3 separate regions of the Mus musculus genome follow, and all the other regions are linked to region 1. A link is a contact called in public promoter capture Hi-C data. All regions are on one chromosome and are shown on one strand. The core of a region is the stretch at or near the end of the contact, and the rest is flanking DNA. Distances in the headings are between cores, read along the strand shown. Region 1 holds the start of Atf7ip2 (activating transcription factor 7 interacting protein 2). Region 2 holds the start of 1810013L24Rik (RIKEN cDNA 1810013L24 gene). Region 3 holds the start of Carhsp1 (calcium regulated heat stable protein 1).

What was found. Promoter capture Hi-C pulls out the DNA fragments that hold promoters and counts their contacts.
Region 2: a contact with region 1 is called in a promoter capture Hi-C map of hippocampal neurons, with 2.7 times the contacts expected there. The contact joins the promoter of 1810013L24Rik here to the promoter of Atf7ip2 in region 1.
Region 3: a promoter capture Hi-C map of hippocampal neurons shows a contact between it and region 1, with 4 times the contacts expected there. The contact joins the promoter of Carhsp1 here to the promoter of Atf7ip2 in region 1. A contact is called at or near these places in 3 of 39 promoter capture datasets (embryonic stem cells, hippocampal neurons and maxillary cranial neural crest).

The regions. Positions count from the first base shown.
Region 1 is chr16:10,191,018-10,195,041 of GRCm38.p6, reverse strand. Atf7ip2 (activating transcription factor 7 interacting protein 2) reads right to left here and starts at 2,136. Exons shown (of 11, transcript NM_153123.2): 1 at 2,017-2,136.
Region 2 is chr16:8,828,698-8,832,749 of GRCm38.p6, reverse strand. It overlaps 1810013L24Rik (RIKEN cDNA 1810013L24 gene), which reads right to left and starts at 2,650. Exons shown (of 4, transcript NM_001081400.3): 1 at 2,065-2,650; 2 at 1,349-1,429. The coding sequence starts at 2,290.
Region 3 is chr16:8,670,576-8,674,254 of GRCm38.p6, reverse strand. It overlaps Carhsp1 (calcium regulated heat stable protein 1), which reads left to right and starts at 2,102. Exons shown (of 4, transcript NM_025821.2): 1 at 2,102-2,142.

The DNA of each region.
Region 1 (4,024 bases), core at 887-3,386:
TACTATGTTGAGACAATGATGCCCAAGTTGACCTTAAACAAACTCTGTAGTGTTCAGGTAGACCTTTCAATTATGATCCTACTGATTTACCCTCCTGAGTAGCTGGATCTACAACCCTTAGCTCCTTTTAACTCATGGTTTTCTCTTTAGATACTGCATAAGTACAGAATGATTTACCTATACTTCTAAAGATGAGAAAAAAAAAAAAACTATCCAATTCTACTGCTATGTGTGTTATAGGATAAGTCCTGGTTTAATTCTCAGAAAGTAAGATAGCTCTGAAGGTAAAAGACCTTGCTATGCAAGCCTGATTCCTAGATTCTGAAGCAACAAATCCCAAAAGTTGTACTTTGACCTCCACACATGAACAGGGACATATACATGTCCACAAAAACACAATACTTTTATTATTGTGTATATATCAGAGAACTACAGAATAATGCATGCAGTGATGAAGGAACTATTAACTTTACCAAAATTCAAAACATTAAGTAGCAAGGAAATATAATGAAATTGAAGACTAACATCAAGTACAAGGTCAATAAAGTAAGCCAAAATATCCAAGAGTTACCTAAATTGCATTAGTTGTTAGATATATTTTTAAAATGTACTGCTTACATATTTCTGCTGAGGTAAGAGCTAATCTTAGAATATAGCTATCTAGATCCATACTAAGTTAGGGAGACTAACTTAACGTTAGATTCATCTTTTCTAAAAATATTGAGGGATAAACAAAGATAAAAGGCAACCGTCACAAGACTTAAAATTCACTGCATGCAATTAATCTTTCATCTCATGGCATTTCACGTTTGATTGATTGCCTCTGCTTTCGAAGTGCTGGGATTTAAATCGTGCCTGATGGAAGTCAGGTTTTTTTTTAAGCAGAGAGACCATTGTTGTTTCCTTTGTTGAGACATATCATTTAGTTTGTTTGACAAATTTGGAAAAAGATGAGAATAAGAAATTGCTATTGCTATTTTTTTTTCTGTTTTTAGGCACCATAAAAAATCAACCTCTACCTGAAAGGAGTTCAGCATCAATTCACTATGACCTATTGTACTGGGCTACTGAACTACAATTACAACCCCTAGTGAACGCATTAAGAAAAACTTTAGTGGTCATGTAGACCAGCCATAAATTTTTGTTGTTGTTGTTGTTGTTTTTAGACATTTATTGTAGAAAGGCAGGCAGAGAGGGAGAGTTTAGGGAAGTAGAGGCTGGCCATGGCCACATGGAGAGTGGCGGAAAGGAAGATGGAGAGAGGGGGGTAAGGGGGCCAGAGTAAGAGCTAAGAGAGCAGCCATAAATTTCTATACTATGTGTCAATGACTGCTGTCTGTCTGCTTCTGTAAACAAGGCTTGCTTGCTCCCGGTCAGCTGCCTTTATGAGTTCCTCTTTGCCTTCAAATGTTAAAGCAAATTGCGGGTCCTGCTGCTTTTCTGCCAGGGGCAGCCCTGCGGGTGGTGAATGTAAGTTCCACAAAATTTGACTTATTCGGGCTTGACGGGGTGGGGTGTCTTTCCTCAGGTACTCCATACCACCGCCCAGCGAGCTCCCGATGCTGGTCTTTATTAGCAAATCCGTCCAAACTTGCTTCTCTCCCTCTGCTGTCTGTCTGCCTAACACAATCCCAAATGGCAAGCTGCATTTTTCTTTTTCCCAGAGTAAAACGACCCCATCCATCACTGTACCTGATGTACAGACACTGGGAATGGGCTGCACCTCATCGGTTCACCTGCGGTACCTGGAAGAGCGCGCCGCAAACAGCAAATGCCAGTTCCCCACCCCACCGGGTCGTTCTGCCTCAGGCGGCGCCCCCCTGACGCTTCCGGCTCCCCACCTCCCCCGCTACTCCGGCTCCACGGGGCCAGGTAACTCCCAAGTCCGGCCAGGAACCTGGGTGCACACTTTATCCGGCCTCCGAGGGCCGAGCGCCGCCATGAAGCCGGCCGTAGGCTCCGCCAACGGCCTCCGTCTCGGAGCCGTCGCCCGCCCGTCGGCCGGCCGCAACGTACCTGGAGCGGCGTCGCTCCTCAGCCGTCCTCAGCCGTCTTCCGCCGGCCTCAGCCAGAGCCGAGACCCCAGACAAAATGACCCGCGGTTGGGCTGGAGCTAGACTAAATCTCCCTCCCTCTGCCCCCGGGCCTCGTGCCAGCCAATGACAGAGCGAAGGTCAGAGAGCCCAGCCAATCACAGTGGCAGTGGGCGGGGAGCGGCGCGGCTCAGGGAAAAGTAAACTGACTGAAGGCCGGCCTCAGTCGCCTGGCCCTGAGTTTCAGGCCAGGCGCTCAGCTCAGCCAGCGCGAGGGAGGCGTGGCACGAAGATTTTGATGGTGTTTGGGAAGTTACTACTAATGAAACCTTCTCCACAGAAACAAGCCCCCGAGGAAAAGGATTGTAGATTCCAACTGTGACAATTCGGTTGACCTGGAACCGGGATGGCGATTGGCCAGTGAATTCCAGATACCACAGTGGACTCCAAACTCTGCCGCTTCAGGGAGCCTTCACTGACTTCTGTGGAGCCTTTATTTCCATAGCTCAGTTCAGAGAAGGGACTGAGGAACCATGAAGAACAGTGTTTCTCATCACTATAACCAGATGTGCTCTGGAGACAGAGAGTCTCACGGCCAAATGGGAGCTGTTTGCAAAATGTTCTTGACTGGCAAAGCTGAATTGCTGAGGTGCTAGAGGAATCAACTTGCCGGTTGTCACAGTCTTCTTTTACACACAGGGCAATATGGGAAAGTCCGTTATTTGCATGCTATGGTCCACTTCAATCTCAGCAAGCAGGATGCAGGGAATGGCTGATCTGGGTGGGTTTAAGGCCAGCCTAGGTGAACATTAGGCCCACCAATCTAAAAATAAATGAAGCCGGGTAGTGGTGGTGCACACCTTTAATCCCAGCACTTGGGAGGCAGAGGCAGGCAGATTTCTAAGTTCGAGGCCAGCCTGGTCTACAGAGTGAGTTCCAGGACAGCCAGGGCTACACAGAGAAACACTGTCTCAAAAACAAAAACAAAAACAAAAACAAAAACAAAACAAAACAAAACATAAAAATAAATGAATAAAAATAACATTATAGTAAAATGTAGCCTTGTGATGACTTGTATATGCTCAGCCAGGGGAGGGCCACTATGAAAAGGTGTGGCCCTGTTGGAGTGGGTATGGTCTTTAAGACCCTCCTTCTAGCTGTCTAGAAGCCAATATTCTGCTAGCAGCCTTCAGAGGAAGATGTAGAACTCTTAGCTCATGCCTGCTTGGATGCTGACATGTTCCTGCCTTGATGATAATGGACTGAACCTCTGAACCTGTACACTAGCCCCAATTAAATGTTGTCCTTTATAAGACTTGACTTGGTCATGGTGTCTGTTCACAGCACTAAAACCCTAAAACAGAAGGTGGTGCCAGGGACTGAGGTATTGTTGTGATAGGCTGGACCATGCTTTTGTTTGGAAGAATGTGGATTTGGGTACTTTAGATTTGGAAAGCAGTGGAATGCTTTAAGCTGGGCTTAATGGCCTATCCTAGTAGGAATATGGAAGACTTTGTTGCTGAGATTGATTTGAACTGTGAAGACCTGGCCCAAGAGGGTTCAGTGGAGAATTTCAATATGTGGCCTAAAGACTGTTTTTGTGGTATTTTGGTGAAGAATGTGGCTGCTTTTTACCCTTGTATGAAGAGTCTAGCTGAGGTTAGGGTAAAATGATTTATTATACTGATAAAGGAAATTTCAAGAAAGCCCAGCAGAGACTTTGTTTTCTGGTTAGGTCTCATGAAGAATATTTTGAACAAGTGTAGCAAGCTTAGAAAGGCAAAATATAAAATATATGGTATTAAAGGGGCACCAGGAAGTAAATGGAGCTGAATCCTTTGTTCAAGGATATTAAATTGAATTAAGGAGTAGTGGTCTTGGAACAAGTCCCACCCAGCTAAATTTAGGTCCAGGCACGGTAGTACAAGCCTTTAATCCCAGGAAACAAATCAAGCATATCTCTGAGTTCAAGGTTAGCCTAGAACACAGCA
Region 2 (4,052 bases), core at 1,401-3,900, 1.4 Mb after region 1:
GTATGCTCAAGACCCTCAAGCACTGAGACTGAGGCAAGAAAACTACAAGGTTGATGCCAGCCTATGCTACAAAGTTAGACTCTGCTTCACAAAAGCACAAAGTCAATAAGCTGTTTGTTTCTTCAGTAAGACTGGACTGCGTTTCTCATTCCCTAAATTAACATTTTTAGTTACCAGTTCTCAAAATTATTGTGCCTTCAAACTACTAAATGTACCCTAAAACTCTAGCAGAATGTTGACATCAAGAATCTGACACTCAAGCCAGGTGTGGTGGCACCTCCCCAGCACTCGGGAGGTAGAGGCAGGCGGATTTCTGAGTAGGCCAGCCTGGTCTACAAAGTGAGTTCTAGGACAGCCAGGGCTACACAGAGAAACCCTGTCTTGAAAAACCAAAAAAAAAAAAAAAAAATCTGACACTCAAGAAGATATCCCATAACCTTTCAACCTAAATTGTTATTCCCTGAACGAAATTCCATTACTGGAATTTCAGGGAATAACAATATTACTGGATTGTTTGTTTTTAACGTTTGAAAGCCTTTCACATAGCAGCATGTATACTAACAATCAAATCCCAAATTATTTTATCAGAAGAAAAATCCCAAAGCTATATTAATGCACAAACCTATTGTTACCAACAGTAAAATGGCAAGCAAGACCTTATACCTACACACCTTCAGTCATCAGATCCGAAATGAACTCAAAAAAAGGACACCAAAAACAAAGCCATCCATTCAAAACTCTTCTAACAGACGCCACCAACTTACAGTCAATTACAAATTACAAAATAGTTTTGAAAGGAAAGATCTGATGAACTTACTAGATGCAGGCCAACATTCATAATTCCAATCCAATCAGCAAGAGTTCAAAGAACTCCAATGTTTTTACACTGCCATGCTCCCAGTGGCCAGAGTCAAGAATCTGCAGACTCTGGGTAATTGCTTCTATTGAATCATTTTCCAGACAAGGCTCACCTGTCTTGTCTTCCACAGCAGAGCTTTAATCTCAGCCCTTTGCAGACTGCGTTAAATCCTTGCTAAAGGGTAGGAGCTAGGGGATTGATGTCTCAGGCACTGTAGAGTAACCAGCAGCCCCCTCTCAAGATTGACAACCAAGTGTCCCGTAGGCACTGTCATACGTCCCCGAGGGAGGAATAGGAGGCGTGTCAAAAATTGCCTCTGGATATCTAGCTAGAACACCACAGATATTCTCAAGTTGCAAGGCATTCAAGGTTAGCAGAAGCTGAACTTGAGAGGAGAAAACACACTCAGAACATCGGCTGTCAACCGGAACGTGGCCTGCCCTTCCTCCCTCCCCGCCTACCCTGGCAAGACAGCAAGGTTATCTTTACCTTTATAGAGGTTGGTGACGGCGGTGGCTGCGTTTTGGAAGGGGACCCAGAGAGAAAGTCCTGGCTGCTGACACACTCGGTCTGGAAACAAAAAGGGGGGAAAAAAAACAATAGGGGGGGGAAAAAGACACACACAAGGACATAGAGAAAGAAGAGAATGTTATTTGGGCGTCACTCACTCCGGAACGGCCATATTAGGTTTCGCCATTTTGTTCAGGATTTGGGGATCCCAAAGGGAGCGTGAGACCGGAGTTACTGGGTCGAGGAAGGGGAACCTGACAACAGCGCAACCCGAGTGGCGAACGCCGCCCGGCAGGCTCAGGGAAGCGCCCCTAGCAGTCTCCGCCCCGAGGCCGGCTCGGGGCACAATAGGGCCGCCCCACCGCCTCCTTCGCCATTTTGTGACAGGGACTCCTCCCCTACCCCCACGATCCGACCGGGGACACCCGGACCGGTACGTGGGGACCCTCGGGAGGTACTCTAAATCGGGGGTCTCCCCATCCTTCATCGTAGTTTTCCCCCTCCCAGGGTAGCTCCTCCGTCGCCGTCCTGCGGGTCAGATGGCCAGGGGTCCGCGGCACGGCCCTCCCCTCCCAGTCGTCCGGCTATCCCCGCAGGGTGCGAGGAGCCGCCAGGTCCCGGGGACCGAGCCGGGAACCGGGGGGAAGAGCAGCTCCGCAGGCCGGGGCGGCGCCAAGATGGCGGCGCGGCCTCACCTTTGTAGAGCTGAGCCACGGCCGTGGCCGAGTTCTGGAAGAGATGCCACAGCTTCTGTTGCTTGTGCTCGGGCTGCGCGGCGGCCGCCGCCTCCTCCTGCAGCTCGGGAGACAACTGCTCGTCCTGCTCGGCCTCGGCCAGGCACTGCCGCTCCCACTTGGAGAACCAATGCTCCGGCCCGTGCTCCTGGATCTCCGCCTCGCCCTCCTCCTTCCGCTCCTCCATCCTCCGCGGCCTCCCGCGGCCTGGCCGCCGCCGCCGCGTCCTCCTTAAGCGCGGTCCCCGCGGGAACGTCGTCGTCGACAGGCCCGGGAACGAGGGGCCCGGCGGCCGGCCCAGGCCTCTGTGCAAGCCCGCGGAGCCGGCACCCACCCCGCACAGCCCGAGTCCTCTGCCCACCAACCCCGCTCCGAGGTGCCGCACCCTGCCCTAGCCTCGCCCGCACCCCTTTACCGCCCACCCACGGCCCCGCGGCCTCGGTCCGACCGCCGCCGCTCTCCAACCGGCGTTCCCTGTCCGGCCTGCGCCGCCGAGCCCACCTCGAAGACTGAGGAACGTCGTCTACGGCGGCGGCGTCGACGCCTCTGCGGCGACCGGGCCCCGCCCTCCCCCGCCCACATGCTGACTGGAAAGCGCCGCCCACTTGGCCAGCGGCGCTTCCCCGGCAGGAGGCGGTTGGGGCGCGCCCACCGTCGACCTTCCCCATTGGCCCGCCGCAACGGGTTCCGCGTGCTGGCCCCTGAACGCAGCGTTCTGATTGGCTTACCCGCCTGTCGAACTGATGTCATCAATGGGCGGGGGGCTGGGGGAAGGAGTAAATGTCAGGGAACTTGAAGACTGTAGAGCAGGGAGGAGTTGACAGTGTTTGCGTGCGACCAACCAAAGCAGAAGAAGAAATATCTGTACACTGGAGCCAAGGGATTGCGCTTGCGCGGTGCTCGCTTCGCTCCCGCACCCCGTCTGAGAGTCACGTGACTCCGCCGGGTGACCGCACCCCGCGGGGGCCTTTCCCGGGCTTGCAAGTGCATGGTCACGCAGTGTTTATGTGCTGACTCCTCGAGTTCCTGAGAAGTGCAGTCTACCTCTGTTTGCAGCGCCCTTTCTATGTTTTTTTAATGCCAGAATTCCCAACCTTAGTGGGGCAAGTAAAGCGTGTGAATCCAAAGGAAAATTCTCCGGAGGTGTGAGCGACCTGGGGACGCTCACCGAGATTTCCCGGAGAAGGGGACCGGAGGGAGCTGGACACCAGGGCCGCCTGGCGGACAGTGCGCCCAGCGCTAGTAGCGGCCCGGCACCTGTCCCATGCACGCTCCCGGGACACGTGCGACCGCCGCGTCCCGCCCCCGCCCCCCATGTGCAATTGCTGGCACCCGGGCCCCTGCACTGCTCACTCAGAGTGATCAGTGCCAGGAAAGAGGTCTGGAAGCCTGGGAACAAGAGGGCAGCACAATGACGGGACCTCTCAGCCTCTGAGCTGACAGCTTATGTATGCCATCTGTACTGGATGGAAGTCCTGCAGGATCTGATCCTGCCTGCTCTGGCTTCTCCGGACTTCTCCCTGATCTGTCTGGTTCCCAGAGCCTAATCTCTGGACTCTCTGAAAGTTCATATTCCATTTTCCTTAGGACTAGGCTCAAAGCCAGGTGTGCTGGTGCTCTTTGTTTTGTTTCCTTCTTTTTTTTTTTTTTTTTTTTTTCTTTTTTGGTATTTCGAGACAGGGTTTCTCTGTATAGCCCTGGCTGTCCTGGAACTCACTTTGTAGATAGACCAGGCTGGCCTTGAACTCAGAAATCCGCCTGCCTCTGCCTCCGGTGCGCCACCACGCCCGGCCTGTTTTGTTTCTTGAAACAACTTTTTTTTTTTTTTTTTTTGGTAGTTTTGGGATTGCCTTGAAATCATAGAGATCCTCCTGCCTCTACCTCCTGGGCGCTGGGATTAAAAGCCTTTGCCACCACACCTTGTGATGCGTTTTTGTTTTTTATTTTGT
Region 3 (3,679 bases), core at 853-3,352, 1.5 Mb after region 1:
CTCTGCCCTCTCAGATGGAGACAAGCTGGATGCTTATTTCACGTCCCGACGTCTAGCACAAAGTCTGGCATAAAGTGACATAGGCCAGGGGAGAAACGGCTTAGTGCGTTACAGTGCATGCTCTACAGGCAACAGATCTGAGCGGGAGCCCTCAGTGCCCACAGGAGTAGCCAGGCATAGCTGCACATGCTTGCAACGCTGGGAACTGGGGTTGAGATGAGTGACTCCTGAGAGCTTGCTGATGAGCTAAAATGGCAAGATTCTAGATTAGTGAGAGACACTGCTGCAAAGCAGAAGGCGGAGAACAGAGGAACACAGAATGCCCAACCTAGCACTAAACATCGGGAGGATTCCAGGAGAGTCGCTGGTCTTTGGTCCAGATTGGAAGGTGGAAAACGCTAGGTTTTGATGTTCATGAAGGATGGTGGAAGCAGCAACAGCAACAAAGCAGATGCACCCATCATGAAGACAGGAAAGCAAGCTGGCGAAACCCAAAAAGGTTTTACTGCTGTCTCCAGTTAGGGCGGCCCTTCTCGTTTTAATTTCCCTAGCCAAGAAGATATACACAGAGACTTGTCTCTTTAGGTGACTGCAGATCCAGTAAAGGTGACAGCCATGGTTCATAATCATACTGGGTCACAGAAGACTGCCTCAAAAATAAATAAACCGATCATGGAGGGGTCCAAAAAGCTTGTGTGACTATATACTTCAGTCTCCTCGTGGGCACGTGCCTGGGCATCTGTCTTTTTTTTTTTTTTTCCTTCCTGAATGGTGACTGTACCATTTTCTAGTCCCCCTGCCAGAGAGCCGAGGGAGCCCTTCTCTTTGCCTGAGGAGTTGGCTTTCTTGATTTTGATGGTTCAGCATGCCCTGGGGGTAGGTCTAGAGGGTCTCAGTAGGGATGAGCTATCTCTTGGAAGACTGGGGGCTGCTGCCTACCACACCTACAGGGAACCTCTTTCCCACACCTAGGAAATATGAATTTGACCCTGGGGGGGGGGTCACGCTGAGGGCTTGCTCTCTTTGTTGGCCATGGAGATAGATCACAGCATGTCTCTGTGCCTCAGTTTCCTTTTCTGAAAATTGGAAGAAACACCATTTACTTCCACAGATAAAGTATCTTAAGGGTTTCTATTGCTGCCATGAAAACACCATTGATCAAAAAGCAAACTGGGGAGAAAGAGGTTTATTTGGCTTACACTTCCATGTTTCTGTTAATTATTGAAGGAAGTTAAGACAGGAACTGGGCAGGAGCTGATACAGAGGCCATGGAGGACAGCTGCTTACTGGCTTGCTCCTCATGACTTACACAGCCTGCTTTCTTATAGAACCCAGGACCACTAGCCCAGGGATGGCTCCACCAACAACCAGCTGGGCTCTTTCTTCATTGATCACTAATTGAGAAAATGTCCTATAGTTGGATCTCATGGAGGCATTTCCTCAACTGAGGCTCCTTTTTCTCGGATGACTCTAACTTGTGTCAAGTTGACACACAAAACCAGCCAGTACATAAAGCTTCAGGGATTCAGTAGAAATAAAAATTGAAAAAACATGGGGTTGGTGCCCACACCCATCTCAAATCCATTAGGGAGTCTGAGGCTATCCTGTCTCAAAATCAGCCCACGAAGAATAAATCAATTAGACAATAGAAAACGAACAAAACAACTCCTCCCTCCTCTCATTTTTATATTTCCCTTTCTGTCTCTCGCCTTCCTTCTATCTCTTAATTCTTGAAAAAAAAAAAAAAAAAGGCGCCCGCTTATCTCGAGTCAAGGGCAGGTTGGGGCCGGACTTGTGCTGGGGAGTGGCAGGCACAGCACGCCGAGACCCGATTGTGCCACTTTCCCGGGCACCGGGCCGGCACTGGGCGCCCGCAGACCCGCGAGTGGCGGGGAGAACACCTCCAGCCGCTGCCGAGTCCCCGGCTCCCGCCCGCGGGGCATCAACACAAAGGTCCTGCGGCAGCAGCTGTGCCGCGCTCCTCCTCCCCGACCAGTCCAAGGTCCGGGCCGCGCGTCCATTGGCCCGGAGCTCCAAGGGGCGTGGTCTCACACTCCGCCCTGCCCCGCGGCCACGCCCCAAGTCCCCGATCTTTTCTTGCAGTCGAAGAGCAGCAGCTGGAGGAGTAGGACGTGTCGCCAGGTAAGTGGCTGGTCCTGGGACCCTAGGGATGGGCGTGATGGTGCGCGGGATCTCTGGAGCCGCGGGGACGGGGCCGAGGCCTGCTCTGCACTTTGCTTCCCCTCTGTGGGGCCTTCTCGTTCTCCAGCTCCGTGATGGGTGCCCCCCCACCCCCACCTCCGGGACGTGCTCCAGTCGCCCGGGCTAGTTTGGGGAGCGCGGGTTACTCACCGTCCCCAAGGGGAGACGGGTGGGTGTGGCCACAACACCGATACTTGTCTGACTTCGGTTAGTACTTCTCTCTGGGCCACCTGTTTTTTGAGCGTAGGAGGCGCGCCCTCTGCGTTTTCTGGCGGGCTGGAGGTGCTGGAGACTCGCGGCTAGAGGAAGGCGGAGCTGTCCTCGACGGCCGGGCCTCGCCAGCTGCATGCTGGGCGGCGGGACAGTAGCCAGGCCCGGAGAGGGGGAACCGCCCTGACCCCTCGCGGTTGGCTGCCTGTAGGGAGGAGGAGCGGCAGGGCGCGCTCGCTTGGTGTTTGCGCCAGGATGGGGGCCTTAGGGCACAGAGGAAAACTTCACCGGGACTGGCGGTCCTGTTTACAGGCCGGAAATGCAAGGTTGGGTTTTGCTTTTTGTTTAAAAAAACCAGGCTCTGAGCTCACAGTTTTCTGAGGTTGCAGTTTAGGTCTGTGCAGGGTCAGCTGTAGATTCCCACTTCTCCTTCAGGGCCTGGATTCTGAGAGATGGAGGTGCCCCTTTGCAAAATAGGAGACCCCCCCACCCTTCCCCGCCGATTGGAATAGAGGGAGCTGGCTAGCCTAAGTGTCTGGAGAAATAGGGGCTTTTTAAAAACCTTCCCCTCTTGACCATACTGTTACTTCTTGGTGCTTTTAGTATGTTCTCTCTCCAAGCTGAAGCCAGAGGGAGAGAATGAAAAATAATTGGTCATTAAACCAGTAGTGGTGGGTTATGCCTGCAGTCCCAGCACTGGGGAGGTAAAAAGGATTCAGGATTCAGGTTCAATCGTGGCTCCATAATTAGTTCAAGGCCAGCTGCGGTAAATAACTTCCTTCTCCTTCACAGCACTGGGGAGACTAAGACAGAGGAACTGTCCACAGCAAGATCCTTCAAACCACTTAAAAACTCGAATTACAATCTGTGTCCCATGTTCCTGTTCTTTGTCCTATTAGGCTCGAACTTTCCCACAGGGCCTTCTCTAGCGGCTTTGTGACTCTGACTGTTCATTGTGTCCCTAAGTGATCCTTAAGCCTCAGCTCAGCCATTCCCTGGTCTGGGACAGGGGTCTCCTCAGAGTTTGGCCTCCCTCCCCCCTATCATCGCCTCTTGGGTGACGACAGCCTGGTTGCCACTCTGTGCCCTTGCATCACCTCACCCTCCAGGGTGACCATGAGCTGAATTGGGGTCAGAGTAAGCTGACTTCAGCCCAGCCTAGGGTTGGGGGAGCTGGCTTTCTTAGTCCTGCGAATGCAAGGGGAAGACTTTGTGCCTCATATCTGGCAGCTGTGGGAGGGGAGGGTTCTCCTAGTGTGACTGTGCA